Linked DNA regions of Mus musculus: region 2 is linked to region 1. The links are chromatin contacts, called in public Hi-C maps. All regions are on one chromosome and are shown on one strand. Each heading gives the region's core, a stretch centred on a gene start, on an enhancer-like site or on the middle of the called end of the contact. The rest is flanking DNA. Distances are from core to core; before and after follow the strand shown.

Region 1 (5,446 bases), core at 2,287-4,786:
AGAAAACCATAAGTCATGTTCAGGAGCATCATGTACGCGTGCTTGCAAAACCTAAAGGCAACCCTTAAAGAGGGGAAAACTAAAGACTCTTCCTAAAACTGTATTATTTTGGTTAAAGGTATTTTTATCAAGAGTGTATTTTAGAGTAATTTCCTGAAATCCTTGAATGTGCCTCGTGCTAGGTTTGGATGGGTTGCCTTAGGACGAAACTTTTCCTACCTGCCGCTGGCCATCCTATCTCAAATATGACTGACCTCTGTCTGACCTCAGAAGTGTGTTTGTTCGTTGTGAGACACGGTTTCTCTGTATAGCTGCCTTGGCTGTCCTGGAACTCACTCTGTAGACCAGACTGTCTTCCAACTCACAGAGACCTGCCTATCTCTGCCTTTGGAGTGCCTCCATGCCTGGCTTCTGATCTCAGAAGCTAAGCAGGTCAGCCTGGTTACTATTTGGATAGGAGACATTTCTACAGGTTCCAGTTGGAGCATCTTCTTGCATTAAGTCTGCCTTTGTGTTGTGGAATGCTGGGCTCCAGGTGTGACATGGATGGAACCTTCTGGAATTCTTAACAGTTGTAATTACCAGCATGAGGCTTATAGAAGATTGGGCCCATTGACATTCCAGCATGGGAGGACAAGGGCTAACAAAGTCCTGCTTCTCCCTGACAGTGTGTAAGTGGTTAATGATCGCTGAAGGGGAAAGAATTGTCTTCACTGGTTTGGCTGACTTAAGCTTCCCATGCTCTGCTAAGCAACCTCTCACTCATGGCCCTGCAAGCCCAGTTAAATTCATCAGCTTACCAATTTAGACTTAGATCATATTAATTTTTGGGGGGGGGGGCAGTCTACTGTTATTGCCCTAATCTTGAGTGAGTACACGTTTGTTCAAATCTCCAAGCAAAGTTAATACAACTTCTTGAATGCAAACTTACAGTTAGACTCTTACTGTTAATTTCAGTAGTTCTTGCAACCTGGGAGACCCATTCTAGTTCTCAAACCATTCTGGGGCCTTTATGAAACCTACTTTACTGAAAGTAAAGTTTAACTTTCAGACCCTAATTGTCTCAGGCCTCTGGCCATCCTGACTGACTTCTGTAACATGACTTGGTGCTAACCTTCTATTCTTGTGTTTCAACTCTGTTTATATTCTCCAGTTCATCTCCAGAAATCTCAAGGAGTCAATCATTTATGAGCTGGATGCTAATGAACACTTCAGTCTTTCTTCCAGTGTCATCCTGGAAGCCTTTCCTTTCTTATCACCTACGCTACATCTCTTCAACACATAGTTTAAGACACTGTCATGAATACTACTCACACTCATCCTATTCGTTCTCTGTTCAGATCTTCTTTAAGAGAGAAACTTCTGGTGGGAGGAACACCACAGACCAAATGGCAAATGTGCATTAGAAGGTTTAGCAAGTAAGAGAAGAATGAACGGCTCAGCATAGCTCAGATATAAAGGGTGTCTTGAAAAGGGTGTGTCGATCAGGCCATAGGAATTGCTGAATCTGCATACTAATCTTGCATGTGCATTATTCTGATCTTGAGATGTGGTAACCATGGAAATACTATGAATGGGATGAAGAATCCCCATCCATTTGCTCTTTAGAGGGGTCAATCTTAGTAGATGAAGGATGACTTGGTTAGTGAAGACACAATAAAGATAACTTTGTTCAAAGAAGAAGAAAATCAAAACAAAGGGACATCATTTAACTCACAGTTCTGCTAAGGGAGGTTGTATGATCAAAGGGATATGGAGAAAGAATGTTTCAGGTGCAGAGGACAATAAATGGAAACACTTCATACAGGCCCATATTGAACACACTGGAAGCTTACTAAGAAATTCATCATGACTGTACCATTAAGAGTGAATGGAGAAAAGCAGGAGGTGGTGACAGTCAGGACCAAGGTATGCAGACCATATGATGCTCTGCCGGGATGTTTGGCTTTGTTCTTGGGCATTTGACAAAGCCATCAGTGAGTTTTGGGTGATGGAATGAGATGCTTATACTTCAGTTTGAAGAAACATAGCTTTTGTTACTATACAGAAAATCAAGCTCGAGCTAAGAGCTGGGGTATGGAGACTCGAGAGTTATGTGGCAAGCTTAGGAACAGGACTTGGCAGTTGACTTGGATGGACAGGGTTGTAACAGTAGAGGTTGGAGAAGTATTCAGCAGACAGAATTTGGTAATGTGTTCATATGGAGTATTAGAGAACAAGAGTGACCAAAGATGCCTTAAAGGGTGAGTAATCTAGCTTGTGTGTACTTAATCCCAACTCCTGAGTTGCTGAGTCAGGAGAATCATGAGTCTGAGGCCAATTTGTGGTACATAGTAAGTTCCAGGCCATTTTGGGTGGGCTAGGTAGCTAGACCCTATCTGAGGATAAAGCAAAACCGAACAGTAATCAATTTTCATGGATGTAATGCTATGACGAGAACCAAGAAAGTCGTGAAATTATGATTGTAAAATGCCTTATATGAGTAGTTGCCTTTTACTGATGGCTAGAGTAAGAGAATGAATGAATGAATGAATGAATGAATGAATGAGAACAAAGACCTGCCTCTATCATCTAGCTTGATGTAAGGGGAGGCTGAGTACTGTTTAATGAATGAATTTTTGAAAAGCTCTTAAGTCTTTTTTTTTTTTAATTGGGGCCACAGAACTTTCTTTCCTCTGGTGCACATTTTCTGAATATCACTCTCCAGCACTCCAGCCAGCCCTGGAAGGATCAGCCTGAACCTCTTTCTAACCACCTTGTGTTGATGATTTTCTCCAGTTTGCCAAATGCTAGCATTCGGCTTTGAAGTAGGAGTCCCTTCTGCAGAGCCCTCTGTTTTGACCAGAATAAGCTGGTTGTCTAGCTATTTTTGTCTTAGCTTACTTTAAATAGATGGGTGCAAATAGGTTTAAAAGAAGGGTTGGTCATATTTTAGCTTTAAATTCAGTCACACACATGGATTTTGGTGGAAAATGGTTTCTAAAAAGTAATCGAAAAAAGACTTTTATTACAAGTTTAAATTGGATTTTTTTTCCTCCCCCTCCACCAACAGATCAGAGCTCTGTGTTGTAGCCAGAATCCAGCTGTGCAAGTTTTCAACAGCTGGAATTATAATAAGCCTCCTTCTATGAAAATGAGCTCATTACTATTGAGTTTGTGCTGGTGCTCAACAGATTCATAAACCATACTTCTCCAGGTTTGAGGAGAATTTTGTAACATTGCATAAAAAACATGTAAAACGAAATTTTAGGTTTTGCAGTATTAAATGGAGAATAGCTTCTTTTTTTTTTACACCCTTTACATCTTTTATTAAGTCTCTAATCAGGACACACTACACACATTGGTATTTATGTGTCACTTAATCAGTTGTATTTAGTGTATCCTTTAAGAAAAAGATTTTAAACATTGTCATCTGGATGCTAGTATTGTGTAACACCAGAAAGAAACCAGTTCATGATGGTTACAGTATCTTCATTTGGATCGTCAGTGTCTGTCTTGCCAGACATTGTTAGATGTTCCCTCCCACGCAGCATCTAGGCGTCCCGTGGGGAAATAAAGAGGTAAAGTGATCAGCCCTGGCTTCTACGTGTTTGCTTTCACTCTGGTGTTACATATTTCCGAGACAGCGAATCCTATCTGTTAGACTGAGCTCATCATATCTTTATTGTTTGTTTCCTTAGCATTAAAATGATAGAACAGTAATTTTAAAATATAAAGCAACTGAGAGGCCAAAAAATGACCTAATAGTAAAAATATGGTGAAATCGGGAAAAGAAGAATGAGGTATTAATTTTTTGATCTAAATGGAAATGTAAGTTCCAGTCAGATATTTGAGACAGCCTTGAAAATGTAAGAGAATTAAATAAGAAAATTTACTTGCCTTTCAATTTTAAACCTCTTCTTTCTCAAAATATTTTTACTGTGACATTTTTATCTCCCTTTGATATAAATTCTAAAACAACTTATTGGAGAGACAGATGACTCATAATTAAAACAGTAAAACCTATGAAATTCAACCTCTAAAGTATTTTTAGTATGAACTGCCCTCTATGAACCTCACCAAACACACACACAAAGAACACAGCTTGATTTTGGATCACCTAGGGTTGTTCTAATCAGCTCAAACTCCAATATATTTGGCCGAAGTCCAAAGATTCCACTCACGAGTGCACCACTGAGCTCCTTGTTAGCAGCCCCAGGCTCTTGAGGGTGTAACCTTTGAATAAACACCATTGTTGTAAATGCCACTTGAGAGAATCCTTCAAAAAGACTTAGTGAGGTACCATGCTTAGAGTTTCACCAAAGTGTATTTTCTCAAATAGGTGTGTGTGTGTGTGTGTGTGTGTGTGTGTGTGTACAGTTTGGCCTCAAAAACAGAGATTTTTAGGCTTTTAATTCCAGACACTACCTCTTTCTGAGAAGGCAGGGCTGATTCCATGACAGGCTTCAAATTGGCAGTTAAGGAGACTAGGCCTAAATCTCTGTTTCCACGAACAGGGCAATTCCAGGGAAGTCCAGGCCTCAGAAGCTGCCCCACCACCTGGCCTGAGGCAAGGACAATGGGTCAGCAGCAGTTTCCAGACTTCCTAAGCTACTTCCTCAGCAACAGTTTCCAGACCTCCCAGCAAGTTTCCAGCTGCACCACACACACACACACACACACACACACACACACACACACACACCCTGGTAATGGAATGTCCATAGAGATGGACCCAACAGATTAACATAGAGGTCACCTATTCCAGAATTCCCTAATGTGCTTTAAATCAGGCCTTCACGCTCACTTGGTGGTCTTTCTATTCTGGTAGTGGAGGGCCCCAGCATGCTGGACTTCTGCAGAATAAAACACTCTTTGCACTATTTGAGTCCAGGCTACCATTCTTTGGCAAATCATGGACCCTTACATTATCATATCTAACCTGTAACTTTCCCCTATGCACAGTTTTATAAATCGGAAACTTATTTTCTTTCCTTTTGTGTGCCTCAAGGAGCCTCAAGTCCCCTAAGCCTCTCACAGTTCCGAGCACCAGGTCTTATTGGCTGGCCCCATCCCTGAAGGAGGCATCACAAGCCACAGGAGTGACTTCTGATGTGGCACACTTTGTTCTGATTCTAGAATCTGGGTGTGATGGCAGCAGAAGGGATCTGCTTAGTTCATTTTATTCATGCTTCATTAAAATATCTCATCTGCCCTGCGCGTCTGTGGGGTTAGGTGACTCTCGGATCTTCCTGGAAGAGGAGGGCACAGGAGTGCTGGATTAGGAGGACAGTGCTCACCGTTGTGACAGTCGCTTTTGGTGGTACCTTCCAGATGCTTGGGGGTTGGGCATGCTGTGTGAATTCCCTGACACTAAAAGCCCTTTACAGTGCAGCTGTACTAGTTTAGTTTATGATAACACAGCAGAAATATGTCCTGCTAAGCGCCACCTGCTGAGAGTATGGGC
Region 2 (6,165 bases), core at 578-3,077, 220 kb before region 1:
CTTAATCAATATACAACTTTCCTCTTCATTTTATTTTTTCTTGTTTAAGTGACTTGAGTAAATTCTTCTCATAGGATTTCTCCACTGCATTGTATCACTGATTACTTAACGTGTCTCTTTGTTCTGGTGTTTCTTATAAACTGTTGCTTAGATACTGAGATGTGATTCAATGCCAACTTAATTTCTTTACAAGGGCATAACTTAGGTGGTCTTGTACACTTCTACTAGGAGCTATGTGTCTGTTTTCAAAGTTGGCAGCAGCTAATGATCATGGCCAAGGTCAAGTCACTTATTAAAGTTACAAAAGAACATCAAAGTTTAACCACTGCATCTTCATGTGTTAGTCTTATCAATTGGATACCATAGTACGAAGACTAATTAATGCTTAAGTCTCCCCTATGAATCAGTTTTTAAAAACATTAGTTGCTTGTAAAAGGGGTGTTGGACAAGGTGGATCCACCAAGTTTAAGTAATGAATTTGAAATAAGTATACTTGATGTGTTTTAATTCATTACAGCTATTTTTCCTTTTGTTGCTCAACTCTGATCATCATTGGCCCATGGGAATTCATTCAGTTATTTCCCTCACTCTCTCTCCCTCTTGCCCTCCCCCCCCCCCGTGTTTCTGTGTATATTTGTGTTTTCCTGCTGAGGATCGAATCCAGGACCTTGTATATTTGAAGCAAACACTCTACAATTAAGTAATGTCTTTGAATGAAGAGAAATTTGCTTGCCTCTGTCTCCTTAATGCTGGTATTGAAGGCATGAGCCACAACACGCAGATGAATAATAGTACTTTAAAACACAGGCTCTTGGATCTTCTTTTATATCTACTTCCACATATGTCAAAGAGACCTGCCTCTGGAAGCCAACACAAGTACTCATTTGCCTAATTTTCACACATGTGACAGTGTCATCACTGGTGACAGGAGTTAGGAACAACAACCCCTTTGATAGAAGTTAGGGCTGTGTAGTAACATGTAGTCAGGTCCTAGAACACTGAGGTTTTGTAAGGGGTCAAGGCCAGGCAGACGGTTATCCATCTTGTGTTCTTGCTGAGGCCATTTTAGGTTTAACTAGAATTTGATCTCCTTGATGGCGAATCCCATAGAAAATTACTTAGGTTTATTTGAGGTCAAGGTGACCCAGCTAACTTAGCTTCTGTTAAACTCCTTACTTTCAAAAAACCACCCCTGCGGTACTGAACACGATACTAGGGTAGGTTGGTTATTTATTTATTTATTTATGCCTTAAAAAAACAAACTCTTATCCTTAAAACTTGTATCCCAAGTAACTGGGGGTGTAATCCCAGCCCGTCAGAAAAAAAGCTTTTCAGTTGGCTACAAACTCATAACTCCCCTTAAAACCATGTCTTAAAACTCCCTCTTAACAGTTTTACAATAAATGCTTCCCAATTCCCAAGTTCAGGAACTGAAATCCAGAAAAGCCTGGACTTACTAGGTTGAGGCTGATCACTAGCCTTTCATTCTCGATATACTTATAACATTATGGCATTTCCTCCCCCTCTTTCTTGTTTCTATTTCCACTGGGTCCATCAACCAATCAGAGTTTCCCATGAACATTCAAATTAACCAACCAGACTTGTCTGATATCTATGCCTGACTTGCCTATGGGTCAGACCAAACTGACCTGGTCCTAAGATATAGAGTTCTGCTCCGGACCTCTGTTTGTCAACTCATTTTCCAGACCCTTTCCTGCTACCGAGAGCTCTTATTTTTACATTAAACAGGCTTTGCTTGCTTGCCCTGAAGCTGTACTCTTTGGTCATCTGTAAGGATGGTGAGACAGCATGCAATGCTGACTCAAGAAGCTGGCAGTATTACAAGGTTTCAAATTTATGTAGAGTATTTCTTCTATGCAGTTTTGTCATCTATCTGGTAAACACTGTCATCCATTAGACATTGTTTCTCTGTGTGTCTCTGTCTCTGTGTGTCCGGTCCCCTCCCTGCACCCCACCCTCTCCATTTCTAGACAGGGTTTCCCTGTGTAGCTCTTGTTGACCAGGATCTTACTCTGTAGACCAGGATGTCCTCGAACTCACACTAAAGGTGTGTGCTGCTGTCGCCACCACAACCCGGCTATTTTTTCTCATTTTTAAGACTAAAAAAATTCTGTGTGTGTATGTGTGTGTGAGGTGAGCCTGCACTACGTACTTTTTCCTGCAATTGCAGATGTGTGTGTGCCATGGCATGCCTATAATGCAATCAGAGGACAACCTACCATGTTGGTCCCATCTTCCATCTTGTTTGAGACAGGGTCTATTTACCATTGCGTATGGCAGGCTAGCTGGCCTAAGAGTTTCTCTGGTCTCTGCTCTCATCTCACCCAGGAGCACTGGGATCATAGACTATTGCTGTATCCGGGTTCACCACTGAGCCTTCTCCCCAACCCCTAGTTTTTCTTATTTTTAAAGAATTTAATTTTGTTATGCTTTATTAAGTTTTATAATTATATAAAGCATTTATATTGTATTGAACCCAAATGCACAAAACATGACATTCAAAGAATTATTGCTTTGTATATTTCCTTCTCATAGAATAATATCTGCTAAGCCTTCCATTGCTTTAAAAAAAAGTATGATGATTCGTCGAAGGATCATTTCATGGGAGTATAGTGATTTACTCAATCCAGTCTTTATTATGGGAACTTATGTTGTTCTAAGTCTTTTATTGCTATTCATGGAGTTACAGTGCACAGACTTTCACCTCTGTCTCTCTGTTTCTGTGTCTCCTCTGTCGTCTCTGTCTCTCGCTGTCTCCCTCTGTCTTCCCTGCCTCTTATCTCTGTCTTCCTCCTTCTCTCCTCCCCATCTCTGTCTCTGTCTCTCCCTGTCTGTCTCCCTATTCCCTCAACCCCTGTCTCTGTCTGGCTGGCTGTCTGTCTGTCTGTCTGTCTGTCTGTCTCGTAAGTGCAGCTTTAGAATAGATTACTACCAACGAGGTTGCCAAGAAAGCATCCAGCAAGGTATCAGCAAAATTTTTTTTCTAAAAGAGATGTGCGATTTTTCATTCCGACAGACTTGCTAGCAAAACCGATGGTTTTCTTATAGTTTCTCCAAATGTGTCTGTCATTAAAACTGTTGGATTTCTCCCAACCTGATGAATTAGAAAACTTAAAACCACTCATCTCTCAGCAGCAGCTATGAGCTTCTGGGAAATTATTCATGTTTGTCCCTGGATAGCAGTCGATAATTTTTTCTCCCCAGGTTTCAAAGGTTCTTTGTACAGTAAGAATATTTGCCTTTTGTGATATAAGTTGTATATCTGTTGTCATTTGTTCCTTTTTTATATTACTTTTGATATTTTCATTTATAAATGTTTGAAAAAATTTATACCATGAAATTTATCAATTATTTATCTCTCTTTTGGCAGTCTTTCTTAGTTTTGCTTTTGGGTTTTAGTCATGGTTTAAGGAAACATCCCTAGTACCACATAATAAAGAAATTTATTCATGTTTTAGCTGTAATTTTATTAACTTCTGATGCATAGAATTTATCTGTTTTATGGTATATTTATTTCCTCTTTTAAAGTACACTTATCTACCTATCTCAATACCACTTTATGTGGACTCATTTTGACATAACTGATGCCATCTTGAATTATAGCTACCATTATTGCCTGCCTCAGAGTAACCTTAGTTGATTTTTCCTGCATAATTTGCAAGCATATACTACAAAAACAAAACTTCTATGGTGTGGAGGTGGACACCTGCAGTACAAGCAATTGGGGGTGGAAAATCAGGTTTAAGGCTAGTGTTAGCTAGCTAGTGAGAGACCCTACTTTAAAAAAAAAACAGTAAAAAATCCAACTCCTCAATAAGTGATGGATAGATATACAGATTGATATGTAGATAGGACCATCTGAGTAACCTGTAGTGCTTTATAACTGGAGCTAAATCTAGGGTTGTGTCTGATTCTGATAGTAGGTTGATATAAAACATGTACCTTCCAGCTGGGTTGATGCCTCCTCTGTCTTAATTAATACACAGACCCCCTCCTTCTGACTGGCTTGCAGTAATTCACAAGGCACTGCCATTAGCCCCAGTACACAGTACACTGTGTAATCTTCAATCTGTTTGCCTGTCTTCAGTCTCTCAGCACCTTTCAGCTGATCTGATCCATGCCAGGGGAAAGGGCTGTTCTGGAACTTATTTAAGGGCTTATCTTTAGCTTTATTTATTTATTTTTCTTTTTTGATGTTGATGTATCACGTGCTAAAGGTTCATATGCAATTACATTCATTGCAAGACTTGCTTTTACTTTATGGAAAGGAGCAAGGTTACAACTAAAGTCTGAGTTCTTGTTAGTGTGTGGGGGGAATCCATGCTGTTCAGAGCACAAGGGGAGAGGTATGGCGGTATTAACCATCGATTGTGCAAGATAAAAGCATACAAGACATTATGTGTTTAATAAATGTTTAATCGTATGAATGACTAATTAAAATAACCAGTGACTTAAAGAAATGAATTTAAAATATGTATTTTGATGGGGATCAGTTATGTATAAAGTACCAATAAATATATAGGCAGTATACTAAAGAGAAAACTAACAGTAATATTTGTAACCTGTCTTCTTAAAAAATAAAACAGAAAACACTCATTGAATATTTTATGTGTGACACTGGCTGTGGCAATCAGTGCTTACAGTCTCAGCACCTGGAAGACTGGGAGATGGGGAGACTGGGTTGGGCTGTCTAGAAGCTCAAATTGACAGGGAGAGAGAGAGAGAGAGAGAGAGAGAGAGAGAGAGAGAGAGAGAGAGAGAGAGAGAGAGAGAGAGAGAGAGAGAGAGAGATTGTTTTAAAAACTAATTTGTTGGGAATGTTGCTCATACTTAGTGTTCCTAAATTTCTAAGGTGAAGCCACAGCTCTCTGTATGTGTGTTGAACATTCTTGTAAAGAGAATAATCCTTCTAGATATTGAAAGTTTATGCTTTAGATTAGGTGTTCAGTCTCTGCATTGATGTATTTCACAAGGAAAATGCAGCAAACACAGCAACCAGCAGCCATTTGTCCTTCTGAGAATGAACTAGTGAATGTGAAACAGGCTGACTCCATGACAGGCTTCAAATCAGCAGTTTAGGAGACTAAGTCTAATTCTCCATTACCAGGACTGGGCCAGGGCTATACAGAGAAACCCTGTCTCAGAAAAACAACAAAACAAAACAAAAAGGAGAAACAAACAAACAAACAAAAAGAATGATAAATTTAGGTTATGATTATGCCCACTTCTAGGTACCACTGTCCCAAGGTTTTTGACATACAGCCCAAATAGTGTTGCCACCAATGTGTCTAATAAGAAGACCACACATTCCCAAGTCTTGAAAGCTTTTTGTATGTAGCTCAATATGTGATTCCCCCTCCCATCTAAAGGAAGTCTGTCTGGTATATAAACTAGTTTAGGGCACACACATGAGGAAATGAACAGGGAAGTAGGGAAAGGCATGACACGAGAGCCAACCTGAGAAGGTTGAGCAGAGATTTCTCCATCTGGCTAAAGATTCAGAGCTCAGAGCTCTCTTTTCTGGTGTGGTGGGAGTGTGGGAAGGAAATGACAAAGCCAGTCTCTACCAGGCACTTGGGGAGGGGGTGGGCTGTGGCTCTCAATGAGGTAGCCCCACAGCCTCACTCTGGTTTCTCTTGCTTGGGGACGTTGAATCAGGAAGTACTCCACATACAGTTTCTCTGTAATTTGCAATCTGGGACCAGCAGTGCCAAATGCAGAGAATGCGGAGATTTCTGAGAGCCTGGGAAGAACAGCCCACTTTATGTTTTCCTAGAGCCCAAAAATATTTTTATTTTATTGAGGGGCTTATGGTTTGAACTGGCCCAATTAATATTCATGGGCTTTTAACCACACTTCCTGAGCATATTTAGCCTCTTCGTTGGACATTTTCCATCTTGATCTAATTTTTCTCCCCTTAAAACAGCCCTTAGATTCAGAACATTGGCCACCTACCCCAGAGGCACAGCACTACTATGAATCAAGTTTAACTTTAGAACTTAGAGTAAACCTTTTTAGACTGGCCACATTTGCCCCTGGGGCACTGTAACTGTGACTAAATGTAGGCCAAAAATATTCCAAGGAGCTGGTTCCTGCTCTCTTTAGTTCTCTTATAGCACATGGTAAGTTTGTATGTATGGTTAC

What was found. Hi-C and Micro-C count contacts between places; a contact is called where the count stands out from the background.
Region 2: a Hi-C map of the C2C12 cell line shows a contact between it and region 1, with 2.2 times the contacts expected there. The contact joins two enhancer-like sites. A contact is called at or near these places in 3 of 484 Hi-C or Micro-C datasets (the C2C12 cell line, bone marrow-derived macrophages and nephron progenitors) and 1 of 115 datasets of contacts at active chromatin or transcription factors (fibro-adipogenic progenitors).

What each region holds. Positions count from the first base shown.
Region 1 is chr1:71,799,516-71,804,961 of GRCm38.p6, reverse strand. No RefSeq gene overlaps it. Among named protein-coding and RNA genes, the nearest start is that of Gm30308, 11 kb to the left of the region's middle. Within about 2 kb of position 3,536, at least 24 of the 459 cell types and tissues checked have an H3K27ac peak or open chromatin away from gene starts, as enhancers often do. A contact at or near this core is called in the C2C12 cell line, where this site is marked.
Region 2 is chr1:72,018,488-72,024,652 of GRCm38.p6, reverse strand. No RefSeq gene overlaps it. Among named protein-coding and RNA genes, the nearest start is that of 4933417E11Rik, 16 kb to the right of the region's middle. Within about 2 kb of position 1,827, at least 9 of the 459 cell types and tissues checked have an H3K27ac peak or open chromatin away from gene starts, as enhancers often do. A contact at or near this core is called in the C2C12 cell line, where this site is marked.